2 separate regions of the Rattus norvegicus genome follow, and region 2 is linked to region 1. A link is a contact called in public Hi-C data. All regions are on one chromosome and are shown on one strand. The core of a region is the stretch at or near the end of the contact, and the rest is flanking DNA. Distances in the headings are between cores, read along the strand shown.

Evidence for each region. A called contact is a pair of places that touch in the nucleus more often than the background predicts.
Region 2: a contact with region 1 is called in a Hi-C map of liver, with 2.4 times the contacts expected there. The contact joins the promoter of Clock here to the promoter of Exoc1 in region 1. A contact is called at or near these places in 4 of 12 Hi-C or Micro-C datasets (frontal cortex, liver, mammary epithelial cells and 1 more).

Annotation. Positions count from the first base shown.
Region 1 is chr14:32,010,315-32,017,815 of GRCr8, forward strand. It overlaps Exoc1 (exocyst complex component 1), which reads right to left and starts at 3,813. Exons shown (of 18, transcript NM_001401332.1): 1 at 3,683-3,813; 2 at 558-691. The coding sequence starts at 681.
Region 2 is chr14:32,260,666-32,268,595 of GRCr8, forward strand. It overlaps Clock (clock circadian regulator), which reads left to right and starts at 2,085. Exons shown (of 23, transcript NM_001389254.1): 1 at 2,085-2,222; 2 at 3,379-3,458.

The sequences.
Region 1 (7,501 bases), core at 2,563-5,062:
GGAATATTTGGAAAAGATGTCCACTAAACTGCACTTGCTGGGCAAAAATGTGTCATCACCCCACCTCCCCACACTGGTCCAGCACTGCCACCTGCTTCTCCTGCAAAGTTTTCAAGAAGAGAATAACTCCAAGCACACAACCATTCTAGTGAGAAGGCAAGGGGCACGCACTGGTTATTTAATAACTATGGCTAACCAGCTGAAGGTAGCAAGAGGAAAACTACACACAAATAAAGAACATGGAAGCAAAGTCTTAAACCAGTATATTGCTAACAGTGTATTTAAAAAAGATACAATTTTGTTTCATCATATCTTACATTATAACTGGTAACAGCACACAGACGTAAGAATACCTTGTAACAAATATAAAAAGGTGCAAAACTTTAAAAAGAAAGTAGCAAGGCTTACCAACACAGAAAATAAGCATATTCATGGAAACAAACATCATTAAAAAACGCAAGTCCCTACAACTTAAATGATAGCTTAAAAGCAATCCCGACCAAAACACAATAAAATCTGAAGTATCTAGTACACATTTTTGCTGAATAAACACCGACCTGTGGCACACAGAAAACAGTTCTTTTTCTTTTTGCCTGCTTTGCAGACATTCACGATGCTCAGCAGGCGTTCGTCGTTGGGCGTGAAGATGTCTCTCTGTAGTGCGTGCTTGATTGCTGTCATCTTCTCTCAGCTGAAAAGCATTTAGGAGAAGGTGTTGAGCTAATTCACAAAAGCACCGCCCCCCTCATAGTGTTCCATTTATGACTCGAATGATAAATTCTTAATAAATACATAAACATATTAATACATCTATAACATAGAAGCATGGAGCTTCAAGTTTGGAAATGAAATCAGAGAAACCAGTACACACACACACACACACACACACCCATATATACATATATGCAAGCATACACACAGAGACACGTGCAAAAAGCCAATAAATATAGAAAAAATGTTCGGTATAGAGCTGGGGCGACAGCTCTGTTGGAAAAGTGTTTCCTAGTAATTGGAGGACACAAGTCCAATCTTGTTAGTTTCCAGAACTCATTTAACAAGCAGTGCATGGGGAAGCCTGCCTGCAACCTCATGCTGGGGAGGCAGAGACAAGCAGATCCCTGGAGTGCACTGAGCAGACAACTTCACCTATGGTTGGAGCGCCAATCTGGTGAGAGACCACGCACAAGAAAAGGGGGCGTGGATGGTGCTAAGGAAAAACATGTGCAGCCGCCCTTTGCCTATTGCAAAGATGCACACCAGAAACCCAAAAGGTTTCATACCATCAACCACTTGGGAAATACGACTGACATCTGCGGCAAGAATCCTACTTTCAACTGCTGGGAAGGCTAAAAACCCACAGGACACACAGCAGTAAGCAATGAGGAAGGGGCCTCCCCCACCCAGCTGGGAGGATCACAAATGGCAGGGAGGCTTTAGAACAGTCCTGCAGTCCCTTCTGCAAGTCAGGCATGCAACTGCTGTTATGATCCAGCCCCCGTCAACCACGGATTTAAAAAATGCCCTTCAGCTGGATCTTACGGGGGCATTTTCTCAATGGCGGTTTCCTTCTTTCAGATGACTCTAGCTTGTGGCACACCCCTTAATGTGCCCTAGGGCCCAGGTGTGACATTAAAGCGATACTCTATCCTATCCTCAAACTCAAGTGGACACTGCAGTTTACTGTACTGTCTCTGGGCTTTGTTCACTATTTTCCTCATTCTGAAATTCTTGTCACTGCAAATTCCAACTCACCCTCAACCATTCTGATAACACACTGCATCTTCTTTGAAGCCTTCCTCCTCTTCTGTTCCCCAGCTTACCTCTACTGGCAGCAGCTCTCCAACCAGTGTTTTCTAGCTAGTGCACTCTAGACCCTACTAAAAGCAGTTCTCTCTCGGCAAGGATCTCATCTTATCCATCTTTATATTCCTAGCATTTGCCACGAGGCACACAGCGAGTGCTTAGTAAACATTTAGGGAAATACTGTTGCACTCAACAACAGACCAGGGATAGTTCCCTCCAAGTTACCTCTTTCCAACTTTTGAATCTATAAGAAAACAACCCAGACTCAAACTCTGCCCTAGTTCATTGCTTCCTCCATGCCAACGTGAAATCTGTTAGCGTACGCAGTGACTTCTCCATCTACATATAATTTACTTTTCCCCCATCTGGCTACCAAGCAACCAAGATTTACTGCCTTTAAGTAATAGCACCTGTTACCTTTTTCTTTTTTTAAAGTTTCTACAAGTTCCCTGAAAAACTAGTAAATAACTTTAAACCAGTCCTCATTATACCACTGTTCTCAAGCCATGCCTTGCATTCAAAGCACTGTGTTGTTTCTGACTTGAAATCTTTGGTTAAGCACTTTCCCATGCAGGCCAGATTATCTTTTCCCTATTCAAACGTACATTTCTCCATTTGGATGAAGCTGACTCAGTAAAAGTCTTAATCCTCATTGCTCTTCCCATGCAAATGTCTAGAGCACTTACTGTATTTACGAGACAAGTGCTTGCTATCTAATGGGGACATGAGTATCATCTCCTAGGTCTCCACAGTCATCTCTTGGGAGGAGGAGGAGGAAGAAGAGGAGGAGGAAGAAGAGGAGGAGGAGGAGGAAGAGGAAGAAGAGGAAGAGGAGGAGGAAGAGGAGGAAGAGGAGGAAGAGGAGGAGGAGGAGGAGGAGGAGGAGGAAGAGGAGGAGGGAGGGTGCTCTAACACAGGTTTGTGTGTTGGGTACTTACTACAACCTCTTGGTGTAACCTGTTTTATTGAAACAGTAAAAACTGGTAAACAGAACAATTAACTCAGGCCAATATTCACCATACTAAAGACTCCGTGCATGGTAAACAGCCAAACAGCAGAGGACTGGTTATAACTCATAAAAGAAATTAGACGTAATTCAACAAATATTACTATTCACTAAGTGCCAGGTAGCACTCTGGGGGTATAGTGGAGAATCTGAAAGACATGAATGGGATGATGTAGAATTGTAACAGTCAGTCTTCTTTGGGGTTAGTGATGAATTCTCCAATGTTTATACAGAACTTTATATTATGCCAGTATTATTAATAGTGGCCTTCACAACTATTTACCAAGTCTAAAACCCACGCCCATATTCTGGGTTCTCTTTAGTTCTTCGCCTTCTAAAACCTCAAGGCTGCCCGTTACAGAGGCAGCTAACCTCTGTTCATCGCGTATCTTACTTCCTGCACCTTGATAGGGCCATCATTACACTGTGTGTCAGTGCAAGTGCCTTAGTGGGTTGGGCCCATCTACTGCAGTGACATCTCAAGACTTGTCATCCAAAAAACGAAAACTGCTCAGAGGCTGGGCAACGCCCTTTTAAGATTTATAAGGACATATTTGTTGATTTGGACCGGCAGAAGCCAGGTCACGTTCTCCTCTCCCAAACCACGCTAATTTGGCAAAAATGAAATCTGTCCCGGATGGGCGGAACTGAGGACTGACCCTAGGCTGCCTCCGGGCTCCGTCTTCTCCCAGAGCCCAGGACAGGAAGAAGTAAGGACTCAGTCCGGGCTCTGCAGCAGCGGTTCTGCAGCCCTGGAGGGCAGCAGGGTGGGTGGGCCGTGTCACTTGGGAGTGGCCGACCTGACGCAGATTGAACACTGCCTCCACTTAGGCTACCACCTCCAGGACCGCCGGTCCCCGGCCGGAAGCTTACCGCGAGGCCGGCCGGCCGAGGTTGGTGCTCCAAGACGGACTCTACAAGGGCGCCGGCAGCAAGAGCAGCTATGAAACGCTTTTCATTGAGCTGGGAAAAGAAGCGGCCAGAAGCCGCCACTTCCCGTATCCGGTCACGTGCCGCTCTGTACCGGAAGTTGATCTTGTGGAGCCGGAAACGGAGACAATGGAAGGGAACAGATTGACCAATGGACTTGGAGGAGGTCGAACGTTGCCTTGATGGGTGGGACCGGGCCAGACAGTGGGCGTGGAAAAGGCAAGGACCGAACCCGCAAGCTCGTAGACTGGTGGTTCTCAACCTGTGGGTCTTTCGCGGTCAAATGATCCCTTCATAGGGGTCACATATCAGATATCCCATATATCAGATATTTACATTACAATTGATAACAGCAGCAAAATTACAGTTATAAAATAGAAATGAAATAGTTTAATGGTTGGGACCCACTGCAGCATGAGGAAATGTATTAAAGGGTTGCAGCATTAGGAAAGTTGAGAACCACTAGCATAGATAACCACTGATTAGAGGAGTTGATAATGGTGGTATTTTCTTTTTCTAGATGTACCCATTCTGATATTTGTGGCAAATCATTTGAGAGCTCATTAAATGTTTTCTCCTTTGCATATGTAAAATCCTGTTAACTCTAGATTCTTCGGAGCACTTCAATGAGTTAAGTCAGAATCTCTGGGAGAGGAACCTAGACATCACTAGTATCCTTAATTTCTCCCCACTTAATTCCCATAACGTGTTTAGGTCTAGAACCATGTCACTTACGCACTTCATACTCTACCGGGCGGACTGCGCAGACCTTCCTGGGTGCTTTTTAGAAACTGCACCCGCCGGCTCACATCAGATACTGAAACAGAATCTTTGTTTTAAAGGTGATACTTGTTTCAGTGTGAGAGGCATGAATGATGCCAAGATTGTGAGCTATAAGACAAGTGATTCATTTAGGCCACATCCCTGGCAGGGATTGAGTGCTGGGAACTTTGATTTCCAGGTACAAAGGCCATTCAAGCTTTAATTCTATACTGAATGAGTTCATAATGAGGTAGAACTAGAAAAGGTGATTGCGAAGGCAGGATAACATACTCTACCAGGATGATCATCTCCTCCTCCTCCTCCTCCTCCTCCTCCTCCTCTCCTCCTCTTCCTCCTCCTCTCCTTCTCTTCCTCCTCCTCTTCCTCTTCCTCCTCCTCTTCCTCCTCCTCTTCCTCCTCCTCTTCCTCCCCTCCCCTCCTCTTCCTCCTCCTCTCCTCCTCTTCCTTCTCCTCCTCCTTCTCCTCCTCCTCCTCTCCTTCTCCTCCTCCTCCTTTTCCTCTTCCTCCTCCCCCTCCTTCTCCTTCTCCCCTTCCCCCTCCCTCTCTCGCCCTCCCCTTACCCCTCTTCTTTGCTGTTTTTTCTCATTAATTTATTTATTCACTTTACATGCCAATCACAGCCTGCCCCTCCTTTCATTCCCCACCTCCAAGTCTCTCCCTTATTCTCCCCTTCTCTGAGAAGGGGGAAGACCCCCTTGGATCCCAACCCACCCTGGGACATCACATCTCTTTAGGACTAGGCGCACAGGATGGATTTCTTAAGAAAATGAGAGATGAGCTATGCACAGTATTTTCACCATTTGTCTAAAGATAGACTTTTGGGAAAACTAGGAGAAATAATAAATAGGGACCTGTTTGTTACTGAGATTATTATCTTCTAATCAAAGATATTTGAGAGCAATCTCACAGGATCGAGTTCTATATTTGGGTAGATTTCTCATGTCATTCCTTCTGAGCTCCAGAGGGTTTGCCTTGGATGTCTTAACTGACAATCCCATTGGGTGGTTTTTTGGGAGGGGGTGGATTGTGGGTTGGTTTTTTGTTTTTGTTTTTGTTTTTTTTTTTTGCTGTCATTTTGTCTTTTTAATTGATTTTTTTTACCCGTATGTTACAATTCTCAGAGTTGAGAAGTGAGTGGTATTCTAGAAGGCTAGACTTCTCCTGAACTCCAGATTTGTGTATCTATTTCTCCACCTCTGATATTTCTGTTTGGATAACAGAACAGCAGTAATAATAATGATAATAAAATGTTTATATTAAATTATATTTATACTTAACTAATTTAATTACATACTTATATAAGTTATGTTCTATTTATATAAAAGATAAGCTATTTTATGTAAAAAGTAAAATAGATCATATTTAATAATTATATTAATTCTCCTTCTGTTCCCCTTGGATTTTTCTCTGTTTGGGGATTTGACCCTGGAGGGCGGGAATGAGAGGAGAAATGAAACATTACAAAAAGATGCAGTCAGAAGAGGAGTTTTGGTTGATCATCACCATATTTGGATATTTTCTGAATCTCTAAGGCCTTTTAAGAACATTATGAGGGATTGGGGATTTAGCTCAGTGGTAGAGCGCTTGCCTAGCAAGCACAAGGCCCTGGGTTCGGTCCCCAGCTCCAGAAAAAAAGAAAAAAGAAAAAAAAGAAAAAAAAAAGAACATTATGAATCTCTGAACTGTCTGCTACAGGCAAGAACAAAGGAATATTTGCATATCAGTCCCTTCTTTTGACCAAAAGTTAATAACACCCCCATCTTTAACTGCTCCACGTTTGAAATTGCACAGCTGCGAGTCTCAGCTTACACTCACATCAAGGATGTGTTGACACAGGAATGAGGGACAAGGGGACAAGTGTTGCATTTGTTCAGAGCTCAATAAAACCTCTTCAGAACAGGTTGCTGGAAACAGCAAATGTAATGAAAGAATTTGAAGAGCTAACAGCACAAAGACTGTGCCCCCTCCAGTCCAGTCTTTTGCACCCTTCTATCTGCTAATGCCGTCTATTGGATTTAAATCCCTACACAAGTCACTTCAGATGACCGGGCATGATGACGATGGACTAAACCTCTGAATCTGTAAGCAAGTTCCAGTTAAATGACTTCCTTTTTAAGAGTTGCTGTGGTCAAGGTGTCCAGCAGTGGAACACTGACTAAGACAGTGGTGTCCAGGGATTTTGTAGTTCTGTCTTCAGCCTGACGGTGCTGTAAAAAGGATTTGTAGGTTGAAGTAATAGTGATCGGGGAAGCTATAGTTTTGGTGATTGTGGACATTGGCTGAATTAATGAGAGAATGCTTCAGGTCACTCCTTCCTTTACATAAAAATGAATAATAAATTATGTCTATATGACCTCTGCTGAAAGGAAAGATTCCCTGGGTATACCAAATATTTCTAAGAGCTATCCCTGAGTGAGAGTAACAGACAGTAGTAATTCAATGTCACTAATCAGTTAACGTGATGTGTCAACCCATCTATGGCGCAGAATCAAATCCTTAGTTCTGTATTTGGTAGGCATAAAGAACTCTTATATGGCTAGGGAACTATCTGGTCTCGAAATTATGTGTGTTTTCTGAACCTGCTTGACTTGACGGTATGCCATTTTCTTTTTTTTTTTTGTTCTTTTTTTCGGAGCTGGGGACCGAACCCAGGGCCTTGCGCTTCCTAGGCAAGCGCTCTACCACTGAGCTAAATCCCCAACCCCAAGTATGCCATTTTCATACTTCAACAGGTTGTTTCTAAAACTGTGCACCGGGGAGTTGGTGGAACTATTAATATATCCGCCTCATGAGAGATGACCTTCATTTTCCTATAGGGAATTGTTCCCTGCTTCAGAAAGCATCTCTTGCAGAACAGTGAGGACCTGTGTAGCAACTCTTACTGTGGTTTTGTGGAGATTTCACACAGCGCTTCTATCCATCACAGACCCCAAGCCTTCAGATCTGTTGGGGCAAAAGGTCGGGTAGTAGGGCAACTTG
Region 2 (7,930 bases), core at 835-3,334, 250 kb after region 1:
TGAGATGGGATTTACATAGCAGGCAGTGTGGATAGAAACCCAGCTGCCTCTTCATGGTTCTGGGGATGGAGACTGTTATCTGCAGCTTACAGTTTTTACAGATGAGTAACTTGATGAAAAGGCAGCTGAAAAGAGGACTGGAAACAGTTTAAATGGCAGCAAGGCACAGGGCGTTTAAGGCAGTGGTTTGGAATTGGGAGCCTAGATTTAGGATTTAAGAGGCGAAGCTGTTTGCTGGAAACGCAGTGTGTGAAAGTTGGGGAGTAAAAGAAACTTTTTTTTAATGGGGGAAAAGTTGTAAACTGAACCGTGGGAAATAGTCAAACAGTGACAGGACTGAGCAGAAAGTCAAGGGATTATCACCAAGTCTTGGTAAATAATTAAACAGAGAATGTGAGCGAGGGAGGAGTCACAGGTGACTAAGAGGACAATGAAACCATTAAAGGGGGCAAAGGTCATCTTGAAGATGTATATGTATATGTATATGTATATGTATATGTATATGTATATGTATATGTATATGTATATGTATATGCATGTGTATGTATAAGTACTAGAGGAGCTAGAATAGAAAAAGAAACTAAATAAAACCCAAAACATCCGACCTAGGAAAAGCATTCAAATTCGTTTGGCTGTAACCAAATAGGTTACCTTATTAACCTTACCTCCACCCCATCCTTTACTACCTACCAGTGATCAAGACGTTGACTTGTAGGTGGCAGAAAAGCTCTTATTGGTTTTAAGCAATAAAACAAACACATTCAGGAATTTATTGATTAACTGAAATTTCCAAGGGAATCTAGCCCACATCGATTGCAGCGCTCATGCATCCAGGCTACTTCACTATCTTTTCATCTGTTTTCTGGTTTTTCCCTTCATGGTGCCTGCTCTTTCACTAGTCACACAAGAAAAGATTTTATCTTTTTCGGAACCAAACTCCTTGGAAAACAGTCTTCTTGGCAGTAATTGCCAATCTGAAACAGAGAACCCAAGGTCTCCTCCTCCAGTGTCCTGCCTGGACCACAAGGATTGAGAGGAGAATGGGTAAAGTCAATGAACCCGAGTAGCAGATGAATTCGGACAGCAGGAATTGTGCATTAAGAGCCTTCAATGGCGAAACGAACGAAGAATGAATGCACCAAGGAAAAGTTCTCCTGACAGGGTTCTGGCTACGTAGCCAGGAATTTGAGGATTCTCCTTCCTCTGAGTTCACACTGCTGGGGAGAATGGAGCTAATTTCCCTAGTTTTGAAGGTTTCTTTCCCCCCGAATATACATCAAGAACTTAATTATCATTGAGATAGACATTACCCTGGAGAGAGGATTTTTGGAGTTAAAGAGTATAGGTTAATGCCTTCTGTTTGATGTCCAAGTTGATTTTTAAAAGAAATTGCTATGAATTAGGGCTCTACGGACTTCTTCCCCATTAATTCGGGTGCAGTGGCTAAGAAACCAGTGTAAACTAGGGTCCTAGTTCATCCCTAGCGCCGTGCTCATCTTTTTGAAGTGTCTCTTGCCTTTTCATAAAAGGAGCAAACACATCCCGACCTTTTGCTTCTCGGCTACAGCCGAGGTCACTTGGGTCTTCCAAAACTATCTCCCAGGAGCCGCCAGTCTAGTGTGTCTTTAGGAGCCAGGAAACCGAGTCCCAGGCAGCCCACGCACTTCCAGGAGAGGAAGCCGAGCTTCGGGCTGGAGAATTCTAACTTGGCGTGGGCCAAGCTCTTTGCTTTCCCAGGGAGAGAGGAACCACTCCAGCCCGCGGCTCCCACTAGTAGGGAGCGCCGCATCTCGGGGAACCGCGAGCCGCCCTAGCCGCTGCGGGCGGCCGCACCCTCCGCTAGGCCGCGCCTCCCGGCCTGCGCCGAGAAGGGGGCTCAGGACATCCCAGCTGGCTTCCCTCTGCGGCCGCGGAGGGAGCTCTCGCCGACCTGCAGAGTGGGGTTTCCTCGGGCACCCGGAATCCCCAGGAATAGCGCGGGGCGGCGCGGCAAGGGGCTGCCTAACGGGGAAAGTCGCATGCGCGCCCGGCGCGCTGGGAAGGCGGCCGCGAGGGGAGGGGCGAGTGCAGAGCTCGGCCCGCTGCGGAGCCCTGCGCCCACGACGCATGCGCCGGGAGGGAGCGCAATCACGGACTGGGCTGGCGGCTACCGGCTGGAGAGAGGAAATCCCGGACGGCGAGAGCGCGAAGGAAATCTGGCCGCCGCCGCGCGCGCGCTCCCGGTAAGTGCGCCCCACCGGGTGGGCCTCGGCCGGACGCGCGGCGGAAGGCTGGCCTGGGCGGCGCATGCGTGCTCCCGGAGCCGGTGGAGGAGGGGAAGGCTGGGAGGGGGAGGAGCGCGGCAGTAGCGGCGAATTTTGAGGGGTGGGTCGGGGGCGCGCACTCGCCGCCCCGGGTGCTGCTTGCTCCCGGAGTCGTGGCGTTTCCCGGTTATCGCAGCTTGGCAGTCGTGAGCCCCGGCGGGCAGAGTCCCGGGCGGGGGAGGGAGGAAGCCGGAGCTTCAGGCGGCCGCACGGTGAGGACGCGGGAGGGCGCGGGGGGCAGCGTGTGGGGTCGGGGCTGGGGCTGGGGCGGGGGGCGGCAGCCAGACTGGGAGGCCGGAGCCGCGGCCGGTGTCCGGCGACGCGTAGAGCGCGAAGCTCCAGGGAGTCGCGCTCAGCGGGGCCTGCGCCAAGTGTCGCGGGGCCGCCGGGGTTACCTGCGGGGCAGGGGGGCGCGGTGGGTTCCGCGGCCCAGGGCCGCTGAGGCCGCTGCGCGCTTGAGATTGGGCGCGGTGCAGCGCGGGGCAGGCCGAGTCGGCCGCGGAGAGCGCTCGCGCCCGGGACCCGCTAGGCCTTGTGACCCACTTTATTCCTGTCACCACTCGGGCACGTTTGGAGCGGCGCCCAATGGGGCGCTGGGGCGGCCAGCTCCTCCGCCGAGCCCCCGCCCTCGCGGCGACCGGCGCGCGCCGCGATCCACGGTCCGAGCGGCCGCCGCCGCCGCCCAGGGCTGGTTCCGTTAGTGGTCGTGGTTCCGGGGCTCGGTCCGCGGGCTGCGCTGGGCCCCGGGCGTCCAACTTGAGCCGCGTGCGCCGCGCCGGGCCACGCTCTGCCTGTGGAGCTGGCCGCTCTGGATGTGGTCCTGGCTCTCCCGGTACCAGTAGTAGTGCCACGAAGTTTATATTCCTGTGGGTGTTTTCTGCTGCCGTGGAAGTCCGAGGTAGTCAGCAGAATCCTGAAAGATTAAGGAAGAGAGAGCTTTTGGTGTCTGACGTGACAGATGACAGTTCAGGTCATGGTGTTTTGGTATTACAATGCAGAACCATACAAAACTTGAAGGCTTTGTAGACGTTTTAAAAACAACAGCAACAACAAACCTCGGTGTTTTCTGTTGCAGTGAACGAAAAGCACAAGAAGAAACTTTTATAGGCATTGTTGATTTGACTAGGGCACCGATATCCCGAACTCACCGGAAAGGTAATTTCCCTCGATTGCATTGTTGTAGCTTTAACAGCTATTAGAGAAAAAAGATTGCAGACCATCCCTTTTCATATCCGATTGAAAAGAAATGAATAAGATATAACTTAATTCGTGGCTGTCTCTGAATCCCACGGTACACTTCAGATCTGCTTTGTTTTAAAATCTTAGGAGAAAGAAACCATGTGCCAAGCAATTTACTGACTGGCATGTCATTGGTTAGCTTGAAGGACTAGCATAGTCACCTATGAAAAATGACACAAAAAATTGCCATATAGTTTAAAAAAAAAACCAAGACGTAGAACTGTGAATTGTGTGCTATTGTATGTGTTGAGGGAGAGTGTCGTAACTATATATAGTCTCTATATGTCTCTGTCTGTGTATATAGACTACGTATAGTCTGTATTGCTCTTTAGTATAAGGAAGTCCTAGAATAATACTAGAAACCCAGTAATTATAGGAAAGAGAAGTGATTTGAAGAGGAAAGGGTGGAACATAAATGCTTTATGTGCTTATAATCTTATTTTTTAATGTTTTATGGATTCATAAACTTATTTTATAGGGAATTTGATCATTCTTAGTATTTTTTTCTCTTAATTTGAAAAATAAACTGGAGAAAGGTTTAGGATGAATTTGATTGTTGTGCACCCTTTACGATGCTGAAGTCATGCGCAAATTCAAAGCTGTAAAGGTTGTTTGATTGCTAATATTCAGTGAGAGCTGCATTTGCTGTTAGGGTTGGGTTGTGCTGCTTTGGTAGTAGAGTGTCTCCCATTTATATTTTTAAAAACTATATACTTTTATATTTTTTCCTTTTGTCAATCCCTACCTCAACGTTTGAACATTCTATTTACAATGGTAATAAACCAGTTTGTTCAGCTTAGTGTGCTTTTCTGGTGGGAAGCTATTATTTTCTTTAAAGAAGTCAGACAGGAACCCCAGTGAAATATAAACGTGTGTGTGTGTGTGTGTGTGTGTGTGTGTGTGTGTGTGTGTGTTTGTGTTTGAGTGTGTGAGTGTATGAGTATGTTTGTATATGTGAGTGTAGATATGTGAGTAGGCACATGTGTATGTGGTTATTTCTTAAGGAAAACAAAATCCAGGATAAATGTAAAACTAAACAGTTTGTGATGATTGAGTAAGCGTATATTAATGATGTTAACAGGCGCTAACTGTGGCAGCAGGGCTAAGGTTGAAAGGCTGTGTGAGAGTGGATGCAATTTTAGGGAGGGAATACTCAAAAACTCCCTCTAGTGATGATAATATTCTCTGGGAACTATTTACATAGCATGTACTCACTAGTATTTTTCATTTTGTAAGCCAGGATGTTTGTGTTTGATGCAGGTATGTGAGAGTCACTCCAGTGCAAAATGGCATTTATTTTTCATTTGAACGTCATGTATGTAGCTCTTCTCCAAACTTTTTAACGTGAATTCTATAAAATGAACGCTGTCTTTCATTTTTGTTGTGGTTGAGATAGGCTCTCATGCTGTAGTAATGTAGGCTGCAATGGAAATTAATATGTCGTCTAGACTGGCCTTGAACTCATGATAATCCTCCTGCCTCTCCTGCCTCAGCTTCCTGAGTATTAGGATGACAGGTATTTGTCACAGCACTGGATATATATTTCTGTTTCTACCTCGTGTCTTTCTCCAGAATAACTATTAACAATTGGGTGTGTAGCTTTCTGTATCTTTTTCTATGAATTTATAAATATGTCCACTTTAGCCTTATTTGAATTGAATTGATTTTTTTTTATGGTAAGTTTTTCTGGGGGAGTGGGCATTGTGTTGGGAAGTCTTACTAGCATGTAGTTCAGACTGGCCCATGGTGGAGGTAGAGAACTTCTTGTCTTGCTCAACCTTTTGAGTTCTGGGGTTATGCTTGACCAGTTATTGAGTTCGTAAATGATTGTTTGCTCTGTTTGTTTGCCTGTACTGTAAACTGCACCCCTGGACAGAAAGGACTTGGAATATGTCAGAAAGCTTTAACCTGTGATATGAATCTTAGGACATAATCCCTCTACCTCTGTAACTGTTGAAAAGGCTACCTGATATGGAAGCATTTGCAGTTTGGAGGGAGTTCAGACTGATGAGAATTCAGCACAGAGACTTAGGTTTTAACATTTTATATAGGACTCTTAAGGGCCTAAATTGTAGGGTTTCAAGTATGGGCCCCTGAGGGTGAATCTCCACCTTCTAGCTACAGAAGGAGAGACCAGAAGAGCCAGAAAGCTCAGGCTGGCATCCCGAGAAGGAGCCAACTGCAGCCTTACAGAGGCTCCTCGGGACGAGTGCTGTTGACGTGGATATACTGTCTGGCCGTGCTTCCCACTGGAAAGAGCCTCTTTCTTTGACATTGCAAACTCATGACGTGTTGTTAGAAACGTGGAATTAAGTGTAAATTATCAAACATGTTAGACAGGTACTGTTGATAATAGAAGAAGGTGGCTTCGTTCTTTCTCACTGTTTCTCAGAGCACCACATAAAGGCTTCCTCTCCTTCTGGGTCAGCTAAACTATTTATTTGTTCTGAATGTTTTAATAAATATTGTAGGGAGCAAATTATTTTTAAAAGTTTCACATTTTGTAGCAAAACTGTTTCTGAGACTAGTTTAGCACTTGCAGATACATGAAGCTTGTCTGTTGAGGTGTAATTTCCTCGTAGACACTACACTACCTGACGCTGCAGCCTTTCTCCTGTGAGCTCACTTGTCAGCAGAGTTGTAAAAAATTATTCACCTAACACTTTAAGTATAAGAACAGTTTAGTACTTACTAATTGGCTTAATTACATAATGGCATTATATGTTGCTGTATAACCATTTTAATAACCCTGGTATATATAATTTCTATGAATTAAATAGACAAAGAAATTCTGTTCTACATGATTTACTCTGAAAATGTTAAATTACCTAAACAATTTATTCTTAAAATGATAATTCTGACTTATCACTTTAGTTGTATAATTCATGAAGAAATAATACTGCTTATTATTTTAAGTGTGTTCTATGTACAAAGAGAAGTCATTGATAAAGAGTGAGTTTTTATTATTGCTTTTGATTTTCTAAAAGTACTATTTATTTTAAAATTTTACTTTGTTTGTTTGGATGTTTTACATGCATATATGCCTTTGTACCGTGTGTTTATGGGTTTTTTTGAGGGCCAGAAGAATATCAGATACCCTGGGACTGGAGTTACAGATGGTTTTAAGTTGCCGTGTGAGTATTGGGAATTGAATCTGGGTCCTTTGAAAAAGTAACCAGTGCTTTTAACCATTGGCCCAAAAGGGCCAATAAAGGCCTCTAAAGGGTTTTTTTTTCCTTAAACAACAACAATGGCAAACTCTCTGTATTTTCAATATTAATTTTTTTTGGACAAAATCACTTTTATTCTTTATATTGTGAGTGCTGGAATCAAAGGTGGACACCACCATGCCTATGTAATTCTCTGCTTTTTAATGGAATTTGTATTTAATCTGATATTTAATTTTTAAATTTTATTATAAATAGTAGTAAGTAAAAATAGAACTTGCTTCCCTTGTTGTTGTTGGTATTTGGATTATTTTGAGACAGAACTGCTGTGTAGTCCAGGGTAGTCTCTGAACACTTTATTTTCCTGTGCCAATTTCTCTGGTGCTGGGATTACAGGCTTCAGACATTTTGTATTTGGGAACTAAGAAGCACAGATAAGTTGCATCTATAGACTAAGCCGTTTGTCCACCTAAAAGCCTGTCCTTCCTGTTAAAGTGCACTTTAATCTTAAAACGTTGACTGACTTTCTTAATTTTCAACTCTCAGTTGTAAATGTAGCACATACCAAAATGGAAACTTGGAGAAAGAAGAAGCAACAACAAAAAGGCACAGATTAAGAATTTAAAATCCTGTCACCCAGAAAAGCCATGGTTAGTCTTCTGGGGTATGTGAGGCTGTGCACACTTTTGGGCCCATGACTGTGGACCTGTAGCATCCACTAGAGTAGAGGCAGCTCTCTTCTGTAACTCATCGGCATACTTCCATATCAGTGTTTTCCTTCAGCACTACTGCTTTAATATGCTTATTCTCAGGCTGGAGAGACGGCTCAGCGGTTAGAGCACTGACTGCTCTTCCAGAGGTCCTGAGTTCAATTCCCAGCAACCACATGGTGGCTCACAACCATCTGTAATGAGATCTGATGCCCTCTTCTGGTGCGTCTGAAGACAGCATCAGTGTACTCATATAAATACATAAATACGTAAATATATACATATATAAATAAATAAAATATGCTTATTCTTATCCACGTTTTCAATATAATTGATTTATCTGCTTTGACTGTTGAACACAAACGTTTTTAATTTTTAAGATAACGAGTGATAACTTGAAATTTTTGATGGCCTTCAGAAGAATTAGAATTCAAGTAGAATGATACTGAATTTGTGTTGGTAACCAAATTCAATAGATTTCATACTTTTTTGTTGGAGAAATATGCTAGTC